Linked DNA regions of Sus scrofa: region 2 is linked to region 1. The links are chromatin contacts, called in public HiChIP or PLAC-seq maps. All regions are on one chromosome and are shown on one strand. The core of a region is the stretch at or near the end of the contact, and the rest is flanking DNA. Distances in the headings are between cores, read along the strand shown. Region 1 holds the start of ZSCAN2 (zinc finger and SCAN domain-containing protein 2). Region 2 has its middle 60 kb from the start of BLM.

Region 1 (5,126 bases), core at 940-3,439:
CCTCAAATTTCAATAAGGTGTCTGGCTAAGAATGAGAAAGAGAACTAGAATCAATACGCAATCTGTCCTAAAGCAATCTAACTCATAGCGGCCCAGAACAGGTCACCAAGTGATTCATACATCCGCAAGTCAATAGAAGTTTCCTGACCTTCTAAAAGGAAAAATGGCTTATTCCTGAGAATACCTCTATAACACAGGAAGTTAAGAAGAATCACAAGCACAAAAAATACAGTATTTTTCTTTCCCAAAGATGAAAGCATGAGCATCAGAAATTCACAGTCCTCCCACGAACCCAGGACTGACTTATCTTGCCCTAAGTCAGTTCAGACTTACTGCAGAGAGGGTGACCTTGCCCTAACATACAACTCAATCACACAACCTCACTGACCACCTAATAAGTTGAGATAATAACACCCAGCCTTCTTATCTGAAGGGGTCATCTGAAGGATTAGCAATGGTTCAAATGTCAAGGCACTTTGAGCCTCACTGGAAGGAAGGCAATTATCTCAATTGCTTTATTACCATATTTTATTTTATTTTTTATTACCATATTTTAAACCATGAAGTTTTAAAATGGTCATACTCTTAGATCCGGCCTTGGCCCTTCAGGAATTTATTTTTTTTAATCATCTTTGCAAACAGAAATTTGTTTGAAGGATGCACAACCATAACATTGTTTCTAAAAACAAACCCCAAAGAAAACACCTGACACCTTAAGAATCCAGCAACAGGAGAAGAGTTAATAAATTATGACACATGCATACAGTAAAATGTATTAAAAACTATGCTGGAGTTCCCGTCGTGGCGCAGTGGTTAACGAATCCGACTAGGAACAATGAGGTTGTGGGTTCGATCCCTGCCCTTGCTCAGTGGGTTAACGATCCGGCGTTGCCAGTGAGCTGTGGTGTAGGTTGCAGACGCGGCTCGGATCCAGCGTTGCTGTGGCTCTGGCATAGGCCGGTGGCTACAGCTCCGATTCAACCCCTAGCCTGGGAACCTCCATATGCCACGGGAGCGGCCCAAGAAATAGCAACAACGACAAAAAGACAAAAAAAAAAAAAAAAAAAAAAAAAAAAAACTATGCTGATGTAATAATGACTACTTTTAGGGCTTTGGGAGGGTAACTGAGAGGGGTGTTTCAAAGAAGCTAGAAATGTTCCAGATCTTGATTTGACAATGGTTGCATAAGCGTGTACATATTAAAGATCTGTGCACTCTGCTGTATGTATTTTAAAATATTTTTAAAATTATGCTCCACAAGAATTATTAATCATTAATGATTTAAGATAATCCTCATAATATAAAATAAATGGATTAAAAACAAACCTGGCAAGGCAGAAAAACCAGACACAGTATGACCCCAATTCCTTTTAGAAAAGAACATATATACACAAGGAAAAAAATATGTATAGAAATTCTACAAAACGTTGACAGCAGTGAAACTACAAATTCTTTAAAATAAAGACTAAAAGGCAAAAGTTATTTTTAAAAATCATCACATCATAAATATTCAGATAACGCTCCTCCTCCCCCAAGAAAAGAAAATAGGGAAGGAAAAAGTTTTTTAAAAGAAAAAGAAAAGCTAGTGGAAACACCGAAGATCTCAATGTGCATTTACCAACTGGCGAGAAGAAACACAGGTATAACACCACTCTTTAATCTGGGAGCCCGGGAAACCGTTTTTAATCAGTTTAATTCGCTGCTTGACCCGGAGCAAGACACGCCCCCTCTGAAGCTCAGTTTCCCCATCCGTAAAATGAGGGGCTGCGCGGGATCGCGTCCAATGTGCCTTCCAAACCCTGCGACCAAGGCTGGACGTTCAAAGAGCTCACTGATAGGGAGAAGAGTCCACATCTCGTCGGTCTCTCAGCGGACCCCGCGCCTAAACCGGGACAGCTGGGCGCGCGGGACGCGGACAGCGCCCCCAACGCCCCTCCCCCAGCAGGGCTGCCCGCACTGGCTCCAGGCCCGTTATTCCCTCGCCTCGGGCTACTTCCTCGGCCGCGTGGCTCCAGCCCTGTCTCTCCGGGCTCACCTCTCCAGAGACCAGATCCTGCTCCTGCAGTCCCTCCGCGCGCAAAAGCGCCCCCGGGCACTGCCCGGCCCCTCCGGAGTTGCGGCGGCTCAAGCCCGAGGGGCACCGAGAACAATGGACGGGAGAGGCCTGCCCCCCACCGCGCTCATTGGCCACCGAGAACGGCCCCTGGAAACTCTCCTTTTCTACTGGCGGATCCGGGCCCAGCCGGGTGGCGGGAGGGAGACTGGGCCGAAGGCATTGTGGGAGATGTAGTCCACCTGGCAGACGCCCGACCCCGCCAAGGAACGGAGTTTGGGCTTGATAGCCTGCGCTGTGCGGGAGGGCCAGTGGCGGGACAAGCGGTTGACTGCAAGTCAGGCAACCTAGTGTGGACCAGAGCTGTGACCCGGGACAGGTCATTTCACTTCTTTAAGTCTTCCAGTTGTCTGCAAAAAAGGAAAGTTGGATGGAAGAGAACTGTGAACTGTGAACTGTGTGGCAAGTAGTATTGTAAGGCCCCTCGACGGCCGAAAGCAGTGCTTGAGCTGGAAAGGAATCTTCACCAGAGAAACCCCTTCTTGTGAGGCCGGCGCCCCTCCCCCAACTTGCAGATCTACTCTCGCACCTGGCTGTTGCACACCCCTTTGTTCCTGCGTCTGGAGGAAAGCCCTGTCTCGCCTCTTCTGCCGCGCACCTCCGATTCTTTCTTCATCTCCTTTTGTGTGGAACCTGCTTAGGCAGAGACACCGCCCGTGGCACACCTGCTCCATGTCTCCATTTTAGTACCTATCCCAGTGTTACTTATTGTTAATCTCAGCACTGGGAGGTGAGAATGGGAGATTAGCCTCTATTGTGATGTTCCCACGGTTGGCGCTCTTGAAGAATGGCTGCTCCATCACCATATGACAACAGGTGAGTAACTAACTGCCTGGAAACCCAAGGGGAAAATATAAGAATGAAGAGAAAGACAGTAATGGTTTGTGATAGAACAATCTGGTGTTTTTGTACAGAACAATTTTTGGGGGCACCCACAATCAAGTGACTGCATTTAATTTTCATTTAAATTTCACGTTCATGAAAATTTAATGTTCATTTCATGAGTGTTTGAGAAATGTTTCATGATTATTAGTGGGTTTTTTTTTTTTTTTTTTTTGTCTTTTTTCTATTTCTTTGGGCCGCTCCCTCGGCATATGGAGGTTCCCAGGCTAGGGGTTGAATCGGAGCTGTAGCCACCGGCCTACGCCAGAGCCACAGCAACGCAGGATCCGAGCCGCGTCTGCAACCTACACCACAGCTCACGGCAACGCCAGATCGTTAACCCACTGAGCAAGGGCAGGGACCGAACCCACAACCTCATTGTTCCTAGTCGGATTCGTTAACCACTGCGCCAGGACGGGAACTCCTATCTTCCAATTTTTTTAATGGAATATACTCATAAACGCTCTTAGTATATTAAGAAAATGGTTTTTTGTCACAAAAGTTGCTATTATTTTTCTCAGTTTACTGTTCCCTTTTTGCTGTTTTTTTACATGTCTATGCTCTCCAAATTGTCAGTCTTGTCTTTTCATAGCTTCTGAATTTTTTGTCACTCTTAGAAAGTTTTTTGCACTACTCCGAAGATTATTTGAATTTCACGAATTTTTCACTAACTAACCTCTTGAACTAATTTAAGTATAAAGATGCAAAGCGAGGTTCAGCAGTTGAGTGCTGCATACTTGGTAGGATAGCATCTTAATTAGCCCAAAGTGACTACATGCAAACAGCACCACCTCCAGGCTGGCCTGAGAAGTCTGCACTGAGATCCTGGATGCAGAATTCCCAGCCACGATCTCTCCAATGACTAGCATTCCTAGACAACAAGATCTCCAAAATGATTGAGGATGATAATTCTTGGACACGATCCTGTATTAACAAAAATTTGTTTTTCCACTTTTCCATTCGCACTGGGAATGGAATTTACACAAAAGGGAAAATATTTGTTTGGTTGGGGTGGGAGGTTAGGGGGTCGGATATAGCCGAAAGCTCCCAGCAGCCTAAGAGTTCCTTTTCCTCTGCTCCTATCCCAAGCCAACCCATGACCACAAGAAACTGGCACTATGTTGTCACAGGAGAATCCTGGAACTGGCCATGTCTGTCCTCTGCCTTATTCTCTGAGAAGTCGGCCCTGGCCAATGTCAGCTTCCCCCTTATTGAGATAGAGAGCAAATCACATTTAAAACAAATTCCTTGTTGCCATTGTGGTTCAGAGGGTTAAGGACCTGACATTGTCTCTGTGAGATTTCAGGTTCGACCCCCAGCCTTGCTCAGTGGGTTAAGGATCCAGCATTGCCATAAACTGTGGCATAGGTCACAGATGCAGCTTGGATCTGGTGTTGCTGTGGCTGTGATGTAGGCCGGCAACTGCAGCTCCAATTCCACCTCTAGCCTGGGAACTTCCATATGCCTTAGGTTCGGCCCTAAAAGAAAAAAGAAAAAAAAAAAAAAAAAAAAGACCAATCCCTGGCATAATGGTCCTGGTACCCAAGCCAGTGCCCTAAGACCAGCTTGGGACAGTGAGCGAGCCCAGACACAGCCCAGTTCAGCGAATAGGGTTGCTCCTCCAAATGATGACAGAGGCTCTGATCTACTAGTGAGCACTCTTGGTTCGAAGCGTCAAAGGACTATTCCAGTTAATTTAAAAGGAACTTATTGAAAGAATGTCAGGGAGCTTACAGAGTACATGGGAGCTGAACCATCAAGCTTGAAAATAGTTAAGGACTAGAGTTCCCTGGTGGTTCATCGTTAAGAAGCGGTATTGTCACTGCTGTGGCTCAGGTTGCTACTATGGCTTGGGTTTAACCCCTGGCCTGGGAACTTCCATATGCCATGGATGTGGCCAAAAAAAAGAGGAAATAGTTAAGGACCAAGAAAAAGAGTAAGGCCCCCTAAAACCACAGCAGCAATCTCTTAGCAGAAACAACCGGGTCTGCCCACCCCAGAAGCCCTGGTGATGCTCCAGCCATCTCTGTTTGTCTGCCTTCTTCTCAAGGTTCCAAGACAAGGGAAAGTGCTTTTGGTTGAGTCTATCAAGCCTGCTCCCTGGACCCACCAGGATGAGGGGGGATTGGAT
Region 2 (5,126 bases), core at 1,854-4,353, 330 kb after region 1:
ACAGGAACTCCCTCCTCTTTTTTCATATAAGCACTTAGTGCTATGAGAATACAGGTCTTTGATGACTTTCCTGACAAACAGGTTAAGTCTCATCTGAGGCCAGCCTAAATCCAGACCACTGATTCTCAACTCTGACTGCACACTAGAACCACCTGGTGAGCTTCTAAACATAACTAGCCTGGGCCACACCATAGGCCAGTTGAATCTAAATCTCTGGGAATGAGCTCCACTACAACTAGTTGTCAAAACTTGCCAGGGGAGTCTGTGGAGCAGCTGGGATTGGGAATCACCATGCTAGGCCAGTGTTTCCCAAATGGTGATAAAGGAGGTTCTATTTTTCTTTCTTTCTTCTTTAGTCTTTTTAGGGCCACACCCACAGCACATGGAAGTTCCCAGGCTAGGGGTCGAATTGGAGCTGCAACTGCCAGCCTACACCACAGACACAGCAAGGCCAGATCTGCGACCTACACCACAGCTTGTGGCAACACTGGATCCTTAACCCACTGACCAAGGCCAGGGATGAACCTGCATCCTCATGGATACTAGTTGGGTTCTTAACCCGCTGAGCCACAGTGGGAACTCCTAGGCAGTTTTGCTTTTCATTCTCAGTTTTATATTTCTATTATCCCATTGACTAATACTTTTGTAACATACAATAAAAATGAATCATGTGGTTTCTAGAAGTTTCTCTTATAAAAAGTGGTGTTTCCATTGCCACTTAAATGCAGGTATTCTGATTATTCTTTATCATTACCAACAATGGAGGGGAGTTCCCTGGTGGCTCATCAGGTTAAGGACCTGTCATTGTCACTGCTGAGGTGCAGGTTCAATCCCTGGCCAGGGAACTTCTGCATGCTGTGGGCATGGCCAAATAAAATGAAATAAAGTAAAACAATGGAGGAAGGGAAGTTTGTAGAAAGATGATGTATGGTCAGGCCACTCAAGATGGCTGTTCTCTTGCTCTCTGCATTCCCTGCTTGACCAGTCCCTGCTTCTCCTAGACCCTACTCACGACTATCCAATATTCTTAATCATAGGGCTTAATCATGTAACTGCCTACATGCTCGCCCCCTGCCCCAGCTGCTGGTTTCCCTGGTAACTGATGAGCCAACCTGACGTCATTTCCCCCTATAACTAGTAGCCTCTTTCTCTCCGCTGAGCAGGGATGATTGTTGCTATGTCCTACTTGCTGTCTGCTGTACACGGTGGTATGTAAGACCCCCTATCCAATAACCACTCATGTGTCTGTCACTGGCTCTGGGCTCTCTCTGCAGTCTCGCAGCTGGGCCATTACAAGACTTGCAGGCCTGCAGGGTGCAGCCCAATAGACAATCTTGCAATCTTGCTTTACCGATGTTGTTCTCTCTCATGGTGGACCAGGAACAGCCTGTGGATCATTCAAATTCATGCACTGTCTAGCTCCCTTGAGTATGTGTCAATAACTTCTTTCCATTCTTTAAACTTCCTTGAGTTGGATTTTCAGTTATAAGAGGAAGATTCCAGCTGAAGCACCTTCCCGTAGAGTTATTCATCTATTCTGTAATCATCTGTTCACACATTATTCTCTTTTTCTCACTCTTTCCCACGTGAGAGCTGCAACCATCCCAGGGTATGTGTATGGCTATGGTTTGTTTGGTGATGACTGTGTGACCTCTGTGGACCCAAACTGTGGCTCACTTTCCAAAGCAGCTTTAATATGGGAGCTTAGCCAAGGTGATACAAACTTCTTTTGCTCCATTGTTGATAAACCTTGGTATTGTCATTTTTCTTTGTATTAAGAAGCAAAAGAAATATGATTTTTTAAGACAAGGAAACCTTTAACAGCTGCATGATTACAGATATGAATTTTTGCATATTTGCATTATTCTCTTTTGTTTTTTAGGGCCACACCTGCAGTGTATGGAAATTCCCAGGCTAGCGGTCAAATCAGAGCTGCAGCTGCCAGTCTGTATGTACCACAGCCACAGCAATACCAGATCCAAGCTGTGTCTGTGACCTACACCAGCAGCTCATAGAAACGCTAGATCCTTAGCCCACTGAACAAGGCCAGTAAACAAACCCAAATCCTCATGGATGCTTATCGGGTTCTTAACCTGCCCAGCCACAACGGGAACTCCTGCATTATTCCTTTCGATGCTCAAATCATCCCATGTTTGACCCCAGAGAGCCTCTTCAGGTTGGCTCCTGTGTCCTTTTAGTCTGACCCCATAGTCTCTGATACCTTCTTTGCTATCTGTTGCAGCCCTGAAACAGCCATTTCTCAGGCACCCTGGTTCTTTCCGGTGGAGAATGATATTAGAGACTATGATCTAGGTAAGATATAGACACTTTTTAAACACAAATTATGTGCTCTTTCAAAAGATCTATTTTTAACCATACTAGTGGTCTTTTTATTAAGTCAGTTAATGACCTGAAGTCAAGTCACGTGGGACTTAGGATCAGTTTGGATTAAAGCAGATTCTTAACCTCAGTGCTATCAACATTTGGAGCTGGGAAATTCTTTGCTGTGAAGACTGTCCTGAGCCCTGTAGGATGTTTAGCAGAATCCCTGGCCTCTATGCTCTAGATCCCAGTGGCACCCTCTTAGCTGTGACAACCAAAAATGTCTCCAGACATTGCTTGGGGTGACAAAATCATCCCCCATTAAGAACCACTGGATGGCCTCTGGGCTTCTGTGGAAAACATCCAGGGATAGACTGGAGAGGATCTGGCCCCGGAGCAGCATCCACGACAGCTTCCTGCCCCCATTTCCCCACGTGTCTATTGGGACCATGGCTTCAGGATAAAACAGCAGGTTGTGGGAAGCAATCTGACCTGCAAAGACTCATGGGCGGGAACGTGAGGAGCAGACATTACATCATGGGCAGCGCCGCACCGAAGCCACATGTCGGGTTTTGCTCACTTTGCTGAGACCATACAGCCTCTGATTGAATTGACTTGAGTCCTGAAGATTGCTCAAACTCTCGCGTTCCCACCAGGCCTCTTTTTAATGTCAGCCTGGTTTAAGATCTTTCATTTTACTGTCACCAAGAGAAAGTCCCATTTAATACATACCAGATGCTGAGTGAGCCGTCATGAATCAATACAACATCGTCCAAAAACCACCAAAATGAATCATCAGGACAAACAGGACTTTTTCCTCCCTACAAAACAGTGACTAAGATCGTGTTCTGCCCTTTGAGGGAAAAAAAAAAAATATTCAAGATTAAGCCAAGACTTGGGGCTCTGCTTGTGTTAACACACGTGTCCGTGGGCGTGAAATGGTTAAATTGCATGTTCCCCAGCAAGACAGCATGTGAGGCCTGCAGCTGAGCCACACAGAGGCTGGTGAGAGGAGAGACTTCTTCACCTCAGGGACTTATACAGACTGGGGAGCAGTGACACCCTGAAATTGTTATGCAACCTTGTGTTTCCATCGGCGGCAAGGGGATCTGAGGCTCAGAGTTTAGGAGTTTCTATAATGGAGAAGGGGGCTCTTGGGAACTGTGGGAGGGGGCTTCCAGGAAACAAGCATCCAGAATCTTCCCCCAACAGAGCAGAGGAGATCCAGAACCTCGTTTCGTTAGCCCTGCCTCTGCTCTCCATACTCAGGGAACAGTACTGGGATTACCTATGAGAATCAGACACAGGGGTCTGTAGCCCCTTGGCTGGGAGGGCACTGGGCCCACCTGTGCACTCTCTCCTGGGATGCCGATCCTTGAATGGAGAGAAGCAAAACCAGAAAAGAGGGAGCTCCCTCTTGGTGCAGTGGGTGAAGGATCTGGCGTTGTTACTGCTGTGGTATGGGTTCAATCCTGACCTGGGAACTGCCACATACCATGGGCGCAGCCAAAATAATAAATAAATAAAAGGCAGGCGTTCTTCTGTGGTGTGGCAGGTTAAGGATCCAGTGTCGTCACTGCAGTGGGGCAGGTTTGACCCCTGGCCCAGGAATTTCCACATGCCACCAGCATGGTCAAAAAATTAAAAAAAAAAAAAAAAAAAAGGCAGAGAAGAGGTGGGGGCTGACCCATCCCCGTAGAGGCTGGGCAAGACTTATCAATCAGTTCCCACTTCTGGTCCCCAAGGCCTCCCTGGTTCCTGGTTCCTCCCAGGTTTCAGCCTGGGTTCTTCGACTTCCTCCTTGACTTTGGGAGGGGCTCCACATCCTTCCAATGGATTTCTTTTGCGGCCAGCTTAGTGTCTCTTGCCTGCCATCACAGCACTATCCCCGATGGAAGAGGCACTGAGAGATGCCCGTCCCACATCCATATCTCACAGACCCGTGGCAGGAGCGCCAGGGACACGGGGAGCAGAGCCAGCGCGATGACATTTACAAGGTGCAAGTCAGAAAGTCTCCTCTCTGTGAAGGAAAAATGGAGCAAAATAAATAAAATAGAATAAAGGAGTTCTGTTGTGGCTCAGCCGAAATGAATTCCACTAGTAACCATGAAGTTTCGGGTTCGATCCCTGGCCTTGCTCAATGAGTTAAGGATCTGGCGTTGCTGTGAGCTATGGTGTAGGTTGCAGAAGCAGCTTGGATCGGCGTTGTTATGGCTATCGTGTAGGCCAGCGGCTGTAGCTCTGATTGGACCCCTTACCCTGGGAACATCCATATGCTGTGGGTGCGGCTCTAAAAAGCAATAATAATAATAATAATAATAATAAAGGAAAAATGGGCACAATGGAGGCCGAGAGCACCCAGAAGTGACTCTGTCAGCACTGAGGAAGGAACTGGATTATCAGTGTGGGCCCGTGAAAGATGCCAAAGTCGGCCTGGTGGACAGCTAAGACCTACAGCAACAAAAGGTGGGACTCTTCACAGAGCGCCTCAGTGCCACTCCAGGTTTCAGCAGTGCTCCAGGCAGGAGCCTGGGAACACAGGCTCTGCCCAGGGACTGCTGGGTGGCCCCCAGGAATCCGTCCGGGCTGTGCCTCTGGAGCCTTTCTCTTACCTGTTGTTTGGCAACCCAACTATGTGTCACCCAGCTCCTCCCACTCTTACAATTACTATTTCTTTTTTCTTCTCTTTGGGGCCACACCTGCGGCATATGATTCCCAGGCTAAGTGGAGAGTCGGAGCTGCAGCTGTGGATCTACACCACAGCCACAGCCGTGCCAGATCTGAGCCCTGTCTGCAACCTACAC

What was found. HiChIP or PLAC-seq counts read pairs in DNA pulled down with a chosen protein or histone mark.
Region 2: an H3K27ac HiChIP or PLAC-seq map of alveolar macrophages shows a contact between it and region 1. The contact joins the enhancer-like site here to the promoter of ZSCAN2 in region 1. A contact is called at or near these places in 1 of 5 promoter capture datasets (fetal liver), 14 of 47 Hi-C or Micro-C datasets (alveolar macrophages, embryonic fibroblasts, heart right ventricle and 7 more) and 1 of 2 datasets of contacts at active chromatin or transcription factors (alveolar macrophages).

The regions. Positions count from the first base shown.
Region 1 is chr7:52,955,818-52,960,943 of Sscrofa11.1, forward strand. It overlaps ZSCAN2 (zinc finger and SCAN domain-containing protein 2), which reads right to left and starts at 2,190. Exons shown (of 9, transcript XR_002345788.1): 1 at 2,036-2,190; 2 at 1-25.
Region 2 is chr7:53,281,363-53,286,488 of Sscrofa11.1, forward strand. No RefSeq gene overlaps it. Among named protein-coding and RNA genes, the nearest start is that of BLM, 60 kb to the right of the region's middle. Within about 2 kb of position 3,104, at least 8 of the 83 cell types and tissues checked have an H3K27ac peak or open chromatin away from gene starts, as enhancers often do. A contact at or near this core is called in alveolar macrophages and embryonic fibroblasts, where this site is marked.